2 separate regions of the Sus scrofa genome follow, and region 2 is linked to region 1. The links are chromatin contacts, called in public Hi-C maps. All regions are on one chromosome and are shown on one strand. Each heading gives the region's core, a stretch centred on a gene start, on an enhancer-like site or on the middle of the called end of the contact. The rest is flanking DNA. Distances are from core to core; before and after follow the strand shown.

Region 1 (2,901 bases), core at 222-2,721:
GGATTACCTAAAAGGATACATTTCACAAACAAACCATCACGTGTCTTTTGCTGAAACACTACATCCAATGTTAAAAGTCTGCTTGTGCAGATGACAGTGGGTACCTCTGGAGAACCTGACCACAGCACCGTTCGAGAATCCCCAAACCAGCTCTTTTTAGACATTGCCACCTAAAAAGCAGCCGCTTTTAAACGTCTGTGAGACGCTGATGAGACGTTGATGACAAACACAGACAACGGCTGCCTTTACAATAATAGCAGAAACCCTCCAAGCATTGTTGATCCCGCGCCTTCTGTGCTCCAGACTTTAGTGACCCAGGGGGGTGGGCGGGGGCAGAGAGGCTGAGGGCGGGGGGAGGTGCTCCACGCATGGCCCAAGGGGGGCGTTAAGGAAATAACCCTGCTGTCAATGAAAACAACTTGAAAGCCGGGAGGCCAAAGCGCGGATGTTCAGAAACATCTCCAAAGTTCACTTCCAGATGCAAAAGGCGCAGGGGCTCCAGGAAGCTGAAGCTCAAGGACAGGGGAGCAGATGAGGACAGCAGAAGCCAGGCCTCGGAGGCGGGAGGCGGGGAGTCACCCGCGGAAGCCGGAAGGGGGCGAGTCCACCCGCAAAGAACAAAGGGGATGCCGCAGGGCGACCTGCCCTCCTCCTCACCCGCCCGCGCCCCGCTACTGCTTCCAACTGGAAGATGAGAACAAATCTGCCCACCTGCCGCCGCGCGGCTAGGCAGCGGGCTGTAGGAAGCCGCGGCCACAAGGGGCAGCAGCGCAGCCCGTAGCCCCGCCTCCCGGTCCGGAGCGCGGGCCTTCCAGCAGCGCGCCACCACAGTGAGGTCCGCCCGACCCAGGTGCCGCCGCCAGGGCCTGGGCTGGGGGTGGGAAGTCAGAATTGGGAATGACGGGCGCTTCGCCTCCCCAATGCTCCGTGCCCGCGCGGGGCATGCGCCGCCGCCTACGGGTGCTTTGTGAGGCCGGAGCGGGGATGCCCGGGCGGGAAAAGGGCGAAAGCGCCCCGCCTGGGAAAAGGGCAAAAACAGAGTCCGCGGTGGAGCAGGATGAAGGGGGCAAAGCCCCTTCTCCACGCGTGGATGTTAGGTCCGGGTGCACCCCCACCCCCACTGCGCCCTCTTTCCTACACCCCTACACCCAGCCCGGCGGCGGCGCTCACCTGCTCTCCACGACCCCCTCGCCTCCGCTCATCGTCGCTCTGCGGCTGGGAGGCGGCGCCTTGCGCGCCCGGGGATCTGCTCTCGGCTCGCGCCGGGGCGCCTGCTGGAGAGGTTCGCGTGCTGAGCTGCCCTACGCACCCGGAGGCTGCCGACGCTGCTGGGGGAGGGAAAAGGGCGAGCGAGAGCCACCAGGGGAGGGGACTGGGAGGGAGGGGGCGCCGGGCGCCCTGCCGCAGCCGCAGCCGAAGGCAGTCGGGGCTCCTAAACGGAAACGCACGATCGCCCGCGCCCCCGCGCGTGCACGCCGGCGTGCACACTCGCACACGTGCGCACACCGGCCGCTCGGTGGCTGCTTACTGCCCTGTGAGAACTAGGTTTGGTGACACTAACGCGCAGAGATTCTGTGAAAGAAAAGGGCCAGCTCCTTTCTAGAGGGGACAGAGAGCTCAGGAGGGTTGGATACTCTTGTATCTGTGATTTTTCACGAGACAACCTCCTCCCCGGAGGAATTCTCAGATTTTCTTAGGATCTGTAAGCCCCCTGAAATTCTTTCAGATTTTGTATCTAAATACAGGTATCTGGAATGAGGGACTCTGGCTTTCACATGATTAAACACCCCCACCCCAAACTGTAAGAATGGATGGACTAAGCCAGTGGTCCCCAAACTTTGCTGCACATTAGATCACCCAGAGAGCTTATCAAATCTCAAAGCCTCAAGCGGTATCCCAGACCAATTAGTGCAGTGAGATCCAGGTGTCAGTATTTTTTAAAGATCCAGGCAATTAAAACATTCAGGAAGGAGTTTCCAGTTGTGGTGCAGCAGAAACAAATCCATCTAGGAACCGTGAAGTTTCGGGTTCCATCCCTGGCCTTGCTCACTGGGTTAAGGATCTGGCGTTGCCGCGAACTGTGGTGTTGCAGAAGTGGCTCGGATCGCAAGTTATTGTGGCTGTGGTGTAGGCCGGCGGCTACAGCTCTGATTCGACCCCTAGCCTGGGAACCTCCATATGCCACAAGTGCGGCCCTAAAAAGACAAAAGACAAAAAAAAAAAAAAAAAAAACTCAGGAAAATGTGAGAACCACTGCTTAGACTATTGGTGGCCTTCATTGTACACTGTTTTTTTCTTAGCTGTTTTTCAGCATGATTGTTTTCTTGTCTGTCTTTTCCATGAGGTGGTGGGTATCACACAGCATCTAGCCCAGGTCTGGCTCACAGTAGGTGCTTAGAAATACACTTACTGGAGTTCCCGTCGTGGCGCAGTGGTTAACGAATCCGACTAGGAACCATGAGGTTGCGGGTTCGGTCCCTGCCCTTGCTCAGTGGGTTAACGATCCGGTGTTGCCGTGAGCTGTGGTGTAGGTTGCAGACGCGGCTCGGATCCCACGTTGCTGTGGCTCTGGCGTTAGGCCGGTGGCTACAGCTCCGATTCGACCCCTAGCCTGGGAACCTCCATATGCCGCGGGAGCGGCCCAAGAAATAGCAACAACAACAACAACAACAAAAAGAAAAAAAAAAAAAGAAAGAAAGAAATACACTTACTGCAGGAAGGAGGAAAAGACAGAGTCCAGGACTGGTCCTCTACTTTGCTCTTCCTGAAATTCTCCATAGATTGAGATACCCTTAACTGAAGGGAAACGACTTCATGTAATGCCTGAAGCTGGGGAAGAAAATGTGCCTTTGTGCTTTGAAGGGATGTGTTGTCCTTTTTTTTTTTTTCTTTTTTTTTTTT
Region 2 (3,132 bases), core at 107-2,606, 140 kb after region 1:
GAACTTAGAAGAAGGACTTGGGTCCAACCAAGCTTCACATGAAGTAGCTCGATAGAGTGACACTTTGGAGCTTTTCCCAGAAGAAAGGATTGCTTTGGACTGGGAGGCAAAGTGAGGTGTTCCCAGCTGCAGATATATTTAAAATATTTTCATTTAGAGAAAAAAAAATTTTTTAAAGGAGTTCACATCGTGGCACAGAAGAAATGAATCCGACTAGGAATCATGAGATTGTGGGTTCACTCCCTGGCCTCACTCAGTGGGTTAAGGATCTGGGTTGCCATGAGCTGTGGTGTAGGTTGCAGGCACAGCTCAGATCTGGCATTGCTGTGACTGTGGTGCAGGCCAGAGGCTACAGCTCTGATTAGACGCCTAGCCTGGGAACCTCCATATGCTGCGGGTGCGGCCCTAAAAAGAGAAAAGACAGAAGAAATAAATAAATAAATAAATATTTTCATTTAGGAGGAGCAATGACCTGTCTAAATTGAACTAGCATCCCTAACCTTATTCCATAAGGCTATCAGGGAGATACAATGTGACTTACTCTGAGAGAAATCTTTGCTTTTACCTGACCTACAGTTGAGTCTTGCATGTCTCCATATTTTTCCTTTGCTTTTACTTTTTCTTCCAATGACTATGGGATTTCCCTTTTGGTTTCTCTATAGGAGACTTAATGTTCAAGGGGTAAGGGAATTAATAAATCTTAATCCAGTAAGGATGATTGTTTCCGTCTGCCTTAATAAAAGCACAAGCTCCTGGCTTCTTCATGGTGTCATTCTAAGGAGTTCCTGAAGGCCACCACCCAGCAGGTGGTGCCTGTCGGGGGCCACAGAAACCACCATCCCTCCCGTGTGCACCAGGAGCTTAACCCGGGAGTGGTTACCCCATGCGCTAAATGGGAGCACATCCTTCCTTTAAGGCAAACTTTGCAAACAGGAATAACCTTGAAAAAGACCCTTTAGAGCAGATCAATGCTCAGGAACGTTGCCAACCACTAACATCTCCCCTTTGACATTTCACAGATGTGTTACTTATCCTGGAGAGGCCTTCTTCCACCCCAAACCCAAACCCCTGCTCTGTCCTTTGGGTGCAGTGGGAGCTTGTCGGATGAGCCCCTGGAGAAATATATGCACCCTCTCCTCTCCTTCCTCAACCTTGGCGGAGAACCCCCTGCCCCTCTGCGAATTCTTCCGTGATACCCTGACCTTAGCCTCTCAGGAGAAGTCTCCATTTGTTCTGGAGGTCTTCTGGTGGTACCAGATTTCCAGCCCCCTGGCTCTGGCTGAAAGCAGAACCATCCCGCGGTCCCCAACCCCTCCACCCCCACACCCACCCCCACACCCACCCCAAGCTTGGAGATGGTTGCGGGGCTGCGTTAGCCATTAATGGCCATCATCCATTTTTAATCAGAAAGATCACAAGAAGGATGGTAAGCGAATCCTAGTCGCAAGTCAATTTAAATAACATTCCCGGGGAAATCCAATCACTTAAAAGTGAGACACCTCCGCGAGCAAGAGCCCCCGCCCGTACGGCGGGGAAAGAGCAAGACGGGTGAATTAATCAAAATCAGGAGGCTCCCATGCTGAGCTCTGAGTGTTAACCCTTCCAGCCCCAGAGGGTCCCCAGGGGGGACTTGGAAGAGCGCGGCCGGCCGTGGCCAAGATGCCCACGGCAACCCAGCGCAGGCTGCCTCTGCCATCTTGGGCGGCTCCGAACGCCCTGCACCCGAAAGGAGCGGCTGGGCGCGCCAGGTTAAGGTCAGAAGCTAAGGAGGCTGTTCTGGCGGCGGGAAGCGGCCGCCTCCTGCAGCCTCGGCGCGCCTCGGGCTCCTCCTTCCGCCCAAGCGTGGCCAAGTGAGGACTGCTCTGGCCGCAGGTAGCGGAGGCGCGGGAGACGGCGCGCGGGACTCAAACCGAGCGCGACGGGAGGGGCCGACGGATACGCAGACAGACTGTTTCCCCTGCCCCGGACTTTAGCGACGGTGCCCGCGAGCCATGTGGGGACTGGGGGTCACGGCCGAGGGCCTGTCGGTGGCACCGCCGCCGCCGCCGCTGCTGCCGCTGCTGCTGCTGCTGACGCTAGCGCTGGTGGCGCCCTCGCGGGGCGGCGGGGGTTGCGCGGAGCTGGCATGCGGCGAGCGGGAGCGCTGCTGCGACGCGGCCAATGCCACCGCGGTGCGCTGCTGCAAGCTGCCGCTGCACGCCTTCCTCGACAACGTGGGCTGGTTTGTCCGCAAGCTCTCCGGGCTGCTTATCCTGCTGGTGCTCTTCGCCATCGGCTACTTCCTGCAGCGCATCATCTGCCCCAGTCCACGCAGGTATCCGCGCGGGCAGGCGCGGCCGGGGCAGGGGCGGCCGGGGCCACCGGGGTGCGCAGGGCAGCCGGGGGCCCCAGTGCCGCCGGACGACGACGACGATGATTCGCCCGCGCTGCTGCGCGACGAGGCGGCTGCCGGCTCTCAGGACTCGCTGCTGGACAGTGGCGGCGGTGGCCGGGGCAGGGCAGGCGGCGGGCGTTCGGCCACCTCCTGCGCCTCGGAGCATGAGCTGCGCGTAGTCTCTCCCGTCTTCCTGCAGCTGCCCAGCTACGAGGAGGTCAAGTACCTGCCAACCTACGAGGAGTCCATGCGGCTGCAGCAGCTCAGTCCCGGGGATGTTGTGTTGCCTGTGTCTGTGCTCGGCCGCCCGCGAGGTGGCGGCGCGGGGGAGTCAAACGACGGCGGCCAGGGCCGCTTCCCGCTTATCTGAGCGCCCAGGGCAGCCCAGGGACCACGCGGACAGAACTGGGCCGGGGACTGCGGGTGGGACACAATGGCTGGGGTGACCTCGGCCGCTGCCAATTGCCTCAGTCCCTACCTGTTGCCCTGCGACTAGGTTGGGGCTACCCCTACCCCGCTTCCCCCGGGTTCTTAAGTTTTCCTACGTTTCATTTGGTTCAAGGAAACGTAGGCACGCGTGGCGGGGGCGACACAGCAGCAGACGAGGCCGGAGTACAGCTCTGGAGGACGTCCCCGCCCTCAGCCTCTCCTCCGATCGCGTTCACTTGTAAGTGCCTGCTTCCCGAACACAGGAGAACACAGGAGCTTCGGGAGAAGGGCAGTAACCTTTAGGAGTGAAGGGAAAGGGACCTAGTTCC

Evidence for each region. A called contact is a pair of places that touch in the nucleus more often than the background predicts.
Region 2: a Hi-C map of skeletal muscle shows a contact between it and region 1, with 3 times the contacts expected there. The contact joins the promoter of C13H3orf80 here to the promoter of LOC100514323 in region 1. A contact is called at or near these places in 2 of 47 Hi-C or Micro-C datasets (heart right ventricle and skeletal muscle).

What each region holds. Positions count from the first base shown.
Region 1 is chr13:99,785,043-99,787,943 of Sscrofa11.1, forward strand. LOC100514323 (NACHT, LRR and PYD domains-containing protein 1a-like) reads right to left here and starts at 1,472. Exons shown (of 17, transcript XM_021069727.1): 1 at 1,171-1,472. The coding sequence starts at 1,202. LOC106507994 (a long non-coding RNA gene) reads left to right here and starts at 427. Exons shown (of 4, transcript XR_001304462.2): 1 at 427-850.
Region 2 is chr13:99,923,530-99,926,661 of Sscrofa11.1, forward strand. C13H3orf80 reads left to right here and starts at 1,357. Exons shown (of 2, transcript XM_021069728.1): 1 at 1,357-3,041. The coding sequence starts at 1,992. The coding sequence ends at 2,744.